Linked DNA regions of Muntiacus reevesi: region 2 is linked to region 1. The links are chromatin contacts, called in public Hi-C maps. All regions are on one chromosome and are shown on one strand. The core of a region is the stretch at or near the end of the contact, and the rest is flanking DNA. Distances in the headings are between cores, read along the strand shown. Region 1 holds the start of SSBP2 (single stranded DNA binding protein 2). Region 2 holds the start of ATG10 (autophagy related 10).

Evidence for each region. Hi-C and Micro-C count contacts between places; a contact is called where the count stands out from the background.
Region 2: a contact with region 1 is called in a Hi-C map of muscle, with 8 times the contacts expected there. The contact joins the promoter of ATG10 here to the promoter of SSBP2 in region 1. A contact is called at or near these places in 2 of 3 Hi-C or Micro-C datasets (blood and muscle).

What each region holds. Positions count from the first base shown.
Region 1 is chr1:258,363,770-258,368,328 of mMunRee1.1, forward strand. It overlaps SSBP2 (single stranded DNA binding protein 2), which reads right to left and starts at 2,751. Exons shown (of 16, transcript XM_065919078.1): 1 at 2,588-2,751. The coding sequence starts at 2,649.
Region 2 is chr1:258,575,241-258,579,799 of mMunRee1.1, forward strand. ATG10 (autophagy related 10) reads left to right here and starts at 2,351. Exons shown (of 8, transcript XM_065919082.1): 1 at 2,351-2,390.

The sequences.
Region 1 (4,559 bases), core at 1,501-4,000:
CTGGTGATATCCATTTTAAAGACAACTTCAAGATACCTATCTTCGGAAGTCAGTAGGTTATTGTGGAATAGTGCCATTAAAGTCCCAAGTACACACAAAGGGCAAAAAATGAGTAATCAGATCAACTCTTCTGGCAAAATGAAACTTACTGCATCAAACAGAATCTACCTCAATGTTTGTCTTAGATTCAAACAACATTCGCCTAGAAATTAACGCAACAACAGTTAACTCAGAATGATCACTGTCAGTTCTCCAAAAGTGGCCTCTTTACCTATATTTAGTTCGTAAGGCAAAGCAATCCAGGATTCCTGCTGCCAATTATAATGAATGGGAGAAATTTATTTAAATCAAATAGCACCATCTAGCAGAACTCGCACCACCTGGCTTACAAGTGTAGATGTTACTCGTGTTCAGTTTGGTAGACTTGACAGCAAAATGGCAATTATTTGCTTTCATGACATAACCACAGAATTAGAGCTAGAAAGGACTTAAGACACACCAGGTTCAACTTCCTCATTATTATGCTAGATGATTTTAAAATTTTTTTACAAAGTTATCATAATATAGATTAAATTCAGCCATTCCTGTAGTTCAAGTAAAACGCAAAATTTGATTCTCAAAAACCACCCTGAAAATAAGTAAGGTATACCTCAATACATTTCAATTCCTTCACTCCCCAAAATATGAAATCCAAATACTCTGTAATCATTAAAACATCTTCTCTAAATGTTTCTATTTTCTCAGCTATATTGCCACTAAATGATAAATGCACACAAATTACGCTAGCTCAAAACTTCAATTCCATTAACTTGCTATTTCTTAACCAACCTATAATGCTAAATCTTTTACATACTCCTTGTCACAGCAACAAGATCCTGAATACAGCTCAGAAAATACCTCGCGGGGAGGGGGGGGAGTATCTTTTTTCGGTTTGTTTTGATACGCCAAGGCCTGCCGCCCCTAAATCCTATAGGAATTGCGTTTATTGCTGCCAACACGAAGATTAGGAAATGTTCCCAACCCTAGGGCACGAGAAACTTTCAGAAGACTACTAACTGCCTAAAACTAGGAGGGAAACCCGGTAGTTTCTGCACGTTCGGTTTTTATTTACGCAGCTATTTCCTTGTGCAAGGTGACTAAAGTAGCTTTTGAGAGATGCTCTCAGACTTTTCCCCAGTCTGAAGTCCTCGGAAGGGCAGAGCGCGTCCAATGACAGGGATACGCCTCATCCTCAGAATGGAGGTGGTTAGTGGGAACCACCATAAGAGCTGCTGCACAGAAAAGAGGGGTTCTTCCTCAGCGGTCACAGTCACTATGCGCTCTCATTTTTAGTAACAACCAAATCACCGTTACAAGCACATAAGAAGAGAAGCAAACAACCCTGCTCGCAGCGTGCCGTGACGGTGGCATCCCAGCCCGGGAGGGGCTCTTTTCTCGCCAGCCTCCCCTGGGCTCCCACCGGAGTTAACACCTGTATCTCCTCGCCACACCGACCAAACAACTAACTCCTCCCCGTCTCCACGCTTCGACCCTTCCTGCAAGTCCGGGTTCGGACCACTGCCCCCTCCCCACCGCAAACAGCCCTCCTCGCGCCAGCGGCCGCGGCCCCCACGGCTACTCCTCCGCGCCCCGCGACCCCCGCTCGCCGCCCGGACCGCCACGGCCCTCTACGTTTGGGAGGCTGCAAGCCTCCAAAAAAAGTTCTCCAGCCGCCGCCGCCGCCGAGTTGGGTTGACTGCGAGCGGCAGAAACGCCAGTCTACCCCAGCAGCTCCCGCTTCTCGCCAGCACACTTTTCCTCCCCGGGAACTCGGTCCTTTGACTCCCAAACTTCAGCGGCGCCCCTGGCGCCCCCTGCCCCGGGCTCCGCGCGGCGCACGGGGCTGCGAACGCGGCGTCCCTCCTCCGGACCAGGAAAGCCCCGACGCCCACCCGGCCCACGCCCCGCACACGCCCTCCGCGCCCCGCGCGCGTCTCCGCGCCCAGCGGGGCCCCGCTCGGCCGCTCCACGCCCGGCTTCCGCCCGCCGCGCGCCCGGCCCCGCCGCCTTCGCCTCGCCAGGCGCACCCGGCCCCGGCGCTCGAGCCCCCCGCCGCGGCGCCCCTCTAGCTGCCCGCCCCGACCCCGGCCCGCCCCCACCGAACACCCACATTCCCTCCGCGTGCCCTCCTCCACGCAGCTGCCCCCTCCCGCCCAACCTCTACCCCCGGAGGCTCTCCGCTCCCCGCAGCCCCGGACCCCAGCTCTAAAGTTACTTTGCGAGGAGGTGAACCCGCGGGTTATTTCCCTCAATCACCCAAACAAGTTTCCATCCCCGCCACCAGCACCGCCGCCGCCCCCCGACACACTCGCTCCCTCCTGCCCGCCAGACCCCACGGCCGCCAGCCCCGCGCGAGCCCGCCCTGGGAAACAGCCGCTCCCCGCGCCGCACGCCCCCCACCTCGCGCACCCCTCCCCCTGCCAGCCCACCCCCCGGCTCTCCCCCGGCAGAGAGTGTCTGGGTGTCTCCGAGAGAGTGTGCGAGTGCGTGCGTGCGTGTGTGTGCGCGCGTGAGAAGGCGGAGGTGGGTGAGGAGCGGAGACACTTACTTCTCCCGGGCCTGGCTGTCGGACGGGACGGCGCTGCTGTTACTCTTGCCTTTGCCGTACATGCTTGTGCGGAGAGCAGCTCCCACTGTCACGCACCTGTCAACCCATCACAGCCTCCCCGGGAACAGCCCCGTCCCCATGGCGACCCACGCAGCCACCCCCACTATTGGCCGCCCCACGCCAAAGCTCCGCCCCCTTCGCCCAGGCAACGCGCGAGACTGACAGGCCTCCCCCCCCACCCCCTCCGGCCTGCCGAAGCGCGCGGCGGCGGCTACAGCCTAAGCGGCAGTCTCCTCCCTCCTTCCCTCCCTCCCGGGTTCCCTCCCTCCTTCCCTCTCCGCTCTCCTCCCTCCTCCCGCTCCTCTCCCTCCCTCCCCCCTCCGAACCCCGGCGCAAGGGGGGAATTAGAAACTGCTCTAGAAGGATTTTAAACAACTGGCTGTTCCCTCCGCCGCCGCCCCTCCCCCCGCACCGCCCGCGCTCGGCTCCTCACTGGAGAGAAGGCGCCGGGAGGAGGGGAAAGTGCGGCCTGGAGTCCCTGGCAGGAGCCGGCGGAGCCGGAGCCGCCGCGGCCCCAGACTTCGGGGCGCCCGCCGAGTACACAGGCAGATCTACGGCCCCAGCCGCCCTGGGGAGCTCCCCCCCACAGCCCCTTTCTCCCGCTCCTCTCCTGTCTGTGACCCCGCGCCGGTACCCAGGATTGATCTCTGCGGTCCTCGGCCCTACTCCCTGCGGCGTCGCCCCCGCCCAGATCCCAGAGGGCCGGCTGGCGGGGGACACGCGCACTGTTCCCTCGACCTTCTGGCTGAGCGACCGGGAGCGACTCGCCTTCCCTCCGGGGAGGGACTGTGCCTCCGGCCCTTGGCGCCGCTGGGGTGGCGTCGCCTGGCTCCTGGGGCCGCGCCCTGCAGCCCGGGGGAGCACTCAGGCGCGGGCCTGGCTCGTCTCTGTAGAGGTGAGCCTGCCTCCCAAAGATGACCCAGTGGCTCCTGGGGCCTCAGTGGCCCCACCTCGTCCCCCTAAGATTAGAGCCCCGCGACACGCCAGACCTACTGCAGAAAGGGGCCCCGGGTATCCCCACCTGGCCTGCCTCTCCAGCCTTGGGCGTTGATGCCAACTCATCCTGACCTTTGGAGTGGAAAGGACCGTAGAAGGCTTTTAAAAACATCCCTGTCTTAGTCCATCAGAATAGGCCCCAGCCGTGCTCCAAGGTGTACACAGCTTTTGCCAGAGCTGAAAGGCTGCCCAAGAATACTCATGGATCCCAGGCCCCAATCCCATTTCAGTAAAGGCGGAAAAGTTTCTGAAAACACACACAACCTGGCTCCCAACTGAACTCCATCCTTTATCTTGTGGAGATCCTTGGATGTAAAATGAGACAGAGTGCAAACACGGTTAAAAAGAAGAGATGGGCATAAAATAGGGAGTGACAGGGGAAGTGGGGTGAAGTTGGGGGTCAGATAGGGGAAAACATCAAGGAAGGATAAAAAGACGTGGAACAGCTATGGGAGGGGAGAGGAAATAGCATTCAAATGGAGAAAGGTACCTTTCTTTTCCTCACATGCAGCTTTAAACTTTTAGTAGTAGGATCATAAAAATGTATATGGAGATTCGGAGATAGATGGAATGGAAAGAAATAGGCTTGTGTGGGCATTGATAGCAAGTGATAGGAATACAACATCAACAGAAGGTTAAGGAAGGGCAGTTAGTAAAAATCAAAGAGTCAGAAAAGGTGCTGGCAACCAAACATAAATCAAACACGGGAAAATGAAGAGAAGGGACCTGCTACGTTAAGGAAAATGAAAAAAATGGAAAAGGTAAAGTGTAAAAAGAAAAATAAGAAAAAACGATTAAATGAAGTAGCTGTAGAATATGATAGCAAAAGATAACAATAACAATAGAGGATTGACTAATACAAAAGGATACAAGAAAAATAAACATGCTTTTATTAAAAGGACAAAAATTCAACCAA
Region 2 (4,559 bases), core at 1,101-3,600, 210 kb after region 1:
GAAGTTACCTGATTTACTTTAGTTTGTTTGGTTTTGGTAGGCCAACTATGCATTTAGAGCATCACTAACTCAATGGACATGAGTTTGAGCAAACTCCAGGAGATAGTGAAGGACAGGGAAGCCTGGTGTGTGCTACCATTCTTTGGGTCAACAAAGAGTCAGACATGACTTAGCGACTCAATAACAACAACAAGGTTAATTATAAAACTTAAAACCATCTCAAATTAAAAAAAAGTTTGTTAATATGATGTGGTGATGTTGATGCATGAAAAGTGTTTCTAATTAGTGAATACAATGTAAAGGAATGCATTCTCATCTTTGTATTAAAGATTTATGTTTTTAAGGCTGCTCTTGACTTCTGAAATGGCACACTCTGTGGAGTATGTCTCTTTCTAAATAAATCTATTTCTTATTCATCACTATGTCTCTCACTGATTCTTTGTGATGAGACATCAAGAACCTGAGCTTCAGTAATTCCCAAAACCAGTAACTGCTTGGATCTGCTCTTTGGGACTCACGGAAGGTTTAGGAGATAAAATCCTTTTTCTACAAACAATAACTGGGGGAAACACTTCCTCCTGAAACTCAGGAGCAATTGGTTTCCAACAGAGGGAAGGGCAGGGATATGATTCTGGGTCACTAGCCTTATTTCAATATTACAATAAAAGTATTCATGTAGCAAAAAAAAAAAATTATATTTTAAAAATAACTGGGTAAAGTTGGAGACACCCACCAGCTGAAATTCTCTCACTGCCCCATGCTTTTCAAAAATAAAGTGGATAATTTTAATTGGCAGTTATCCAATTAATTTATATCTACAGTTGCTCAAACATGTTAGGACTTTCATCTTTACTACTGGTATCTTCTTTAAAATTGAGTTTTAAGCTATTTTACCCGCAGCAAAATCTCTTTTAAGAGTTTTGGCAAACGGAGGTAAAGTTCTATTACCCCTCAAAATTTCCTCAAGCCCCTTTTTAGTCATTCCCTTCCTCTGATTACCACTGATCAGGGTTGTCCCTTTTTGGCTCAGATGGTAAAGAACCTGCCTGCAATGTGAGAGACCTGGTTTAGAACCCTGGATCACGAAGATCCCCTGGAGAAGGGAACGGTTACCCATGCCAGCATTCTTGCCTGGAGAATTCCATGGACAGAGTGGCCTGACGGGCTATCGTCCATGGCGCGCAGAGTCGGACACGACCGAGCGATACCTACACACACACATAGACACACACACACACACAGACACAGACACACACACACACACAGACACACACACACAGAGTACTTTGAAATAATTATAAACTCACAGGAAATTGTAAAAATAGTACATTGTGTTCTGAGCATCCAACACCTAACTTTCTCCAGTGATGACATCTTACATAACTGTGGTACAAGATCAATACCATGCTCTGTACGTTTGAAGGCAGGTTTTCCTTTCACTTCTTTGCTGTGTTTACTCACTTCTTCTGACACAAATTTAATTCTGTCGTGTTAAAAGGAGCAGATGCTCGTTTTCCCTCAGATGTCTGCCGTTGCATTTTCAGTATTTCAGTTGGATAACCCCTGTTACTCTCTGCATTTTCTCTAGTCTTTTTTTTTATTCCACCACCCCGCGCCCCAATTTAATTCTGCAGCCAGTTTTTCTCCCCCTTGAGCTTTGTGCCAGACGGTACTACTGTCAATTCTCCTGTCTCTAACTTCTATATCGGTCCGTAAGTTTTAAAGGTGGTCGTGTTAGTGCTTAATTGCGCTCACAGGAGTTTTGCAGTGTGTTCTGAGAGTCGGCACGGTTCTCCGACCTCTGAGGACACTCAAGGAGCACTGACTGAATGGTTCAGCTCCGTCTTGCCCTACCTTCTCCATTGGGCATCCTTTTATTTTCTAGATATTTGGTTGGTTGTTGGAGGAGAGTATGCAGAGACTCTGGAAGTCGCTGACAACCCCTCCCCTTCCTCAAGGCGCCTCTTTTGTGCCGCGCTGAGAGAACCCACCACCGCCCTCCGAAGTGCGGGGCGGAGCCTCGGCGGCGGCCGTTGGAAGCCCCAGGGAGGTCACGCCCCCCGGCCGGGTCCTGACGCACGCGGCCCACGACGTCAGCCGCCGGCGCGAGCCAGGGCCCGGGGTGTGCGGGAGATACAGTGCGCATGCTCCCTCTGAGTCGCCTCAGGCGACGGCAGCTGAGGGCGGGCTAGGGCTTTTTTCAGTGGTGGGCGTCCCTGTTGGCTGGTTCTGCTCTTCTGCCGCAGCCCCGTTTGCCCCGGGGGCCCATTGCTCCGGTCCTCGCGATCGCTGGCTGGGCGGTGGGTCCCTCACCCCAGCTCCCCTCCCCCAACTCCGTCGCCCCGCCCCCGCTGGGCTGGGCGGCCGGATCTGGGGCCGAGTGGAGCGGGGTGAGTATTCCCACAGCTTTTGCCGGCAGAGTCTCTTCCTCGCTCTCTTGCTCGCACGAGCGTCACACAACTCCTGAGATAGGGGGGAAGGGAGGGCGGGAAACAGCCCAGCCCTGAACAAAAGGGCGGGGACGCGGGGCTCCCGCCGGTGAAATGTAGGCCGGGTCTCGCTGGGACCGCGGCGCGGGGACGAGCTGCCACCGGGTCTGGACCCTACTCCTGGGCCACTATCATGACCTCACCCGCCATTTAGGTATTCCTACCCCGGATTTTAAAGCCAGTCCCCTTTTAGAATGTCTTTGCCTCCTAATCTTGAAACAAAGGATATTAATGTACTGGGATTGCATTAGTGAAGTGAAGTCGCTCAGTCGTGTTCGACTCTGCGACCCCAAGGACTGTAGCCCACCAGGCTCTTCCATCCATGGATTTTTCCAGGCAAGAGTATTGGAGTGGGTTGCATTTCGTTCTCCAGGGATTCCATTAGTCAAGTATTATTTAACCTGAAGAAATTATTATTCTTTAAGTAATAGAAATTTTTCTTCCAAATAACCTGTCTACTCATAGTATCTGAAATGATGACTGGAGGATGGGCAGGATAAAGGAATGTTAGTTACTTGATTTATAGAGCCAAACTTTTATGATGGTAAAAGTTATAAACATCCTCCAAAAGGCAAAAGGATTGCTGCACTGTCTTTTCAAAGTAGAGCCTTGTCTAATAGGCCCACCTGTTAGAGACTCAATTATCTAGGGAACTATACTTTTGCTTGACATAGTATTGATTAGGGCCCAGGCTTTGCAGTTACGTTATTTTTTTTTGTCTAATGGAGATGCAAATTATTTCTGACTGGGAGAAAAAATTACGCTGAAGGTTATAGTTTTATTGCACTATTTCCAAGATTTTTAAAAATAATTTTTACCATTCGGCTTGTTAGTTCATTATGAATTCAGTAAATCTTAGCCACAGGCTCACTTTGTATGAATCGTGTTTATAACATCTCAAAAATTACACTTTGACAATTGTCTCGCTCTTTAGTAATAAAAGCTTACTTTAGACTTTAAAGAATTGGAAAGCATAGGCCCTGAGTAGTACTCCACCTATTCTTTTTGCTTCTGAAGGGTCAAATATGGACAAGAGTAGACATTTACAAGATGAGCTTTTAAGTTTCTGAGAATGATCAGCAACCTCTTAGGAAAAACGAGTAGGGTAAAGTTTATATAAGTAATTTCTTTAAGAGTGGGCTTGATTTAATTATTGATATCTTTGAAGCCTAGAGATGTGTTCAGTTCAGTTCAGTCATTCAGTCGTGTCCGACTCTTTGTAACCCCATGAACCGCGGCACAGCCAGGCCTCCTTGTCCATCACCAACTCCCAGAGTCCATCCAAACCCATGTGCATTGAGTTGGTGAGGCCATCCAACCTTCTCATCTTCTGTTGTCCCCTTCTTCTCCTGCCCTCAATCTTTCCCAGCATCAGGGTCTTTTCAAATGAGTCAGCTCTAGAGATGTGTTAGAGACCCTAGAGGCAGTATTTGAGACATAAACATTATCATGGAACCCTAATAACAACAAAATGTCCTAGAGATTGTTTGGTGATTAACAAGTGTCTTCAGGGGCCGCATTTCTGGGTATAAAACAACTGGAAAGTAGGGGAATGGAGAATAAATCCTACCTAAAAGCATCCAAATTAAGTGAGAGGCTGCTGAAAATCATGCACAACCCAAGGGTCGTCTAATGTAACTGGCACCCTAGGCCTTAAAGTGCTTGATCGTGTAGGTTTACAGGACCAAGAAAGAATATTTACTAATATGAATTTAGCTTCAAATTTAGGGTTAGTTCATATCAGTTCAGTTCAATTCGGTCATATCACTGTTGTATAATAGCTTTTGGAAAAAAACTTTAGTCATCTCTTTTGAGTTCAAGAATTTATAGTTTCCTTTTGTTTACTGTTTCAAATAGAATCTCTCTAGAGTTTTAAGTAGATTTAGAAACTGCAACCCCCCCCCCCCCCACACACATATACAAACACCCCAGTATTCCAGTATTCCTTAATCTACATTCTCTACTTAGGCTCTTTACCTGTCTACTCTGCCTCATTTCAGCCTGTTCCTAGATTCACTGCCTGTCCCCCAACCGCTCATCGTCTTCATCATTTTTTGTAGTAGCTCTGCC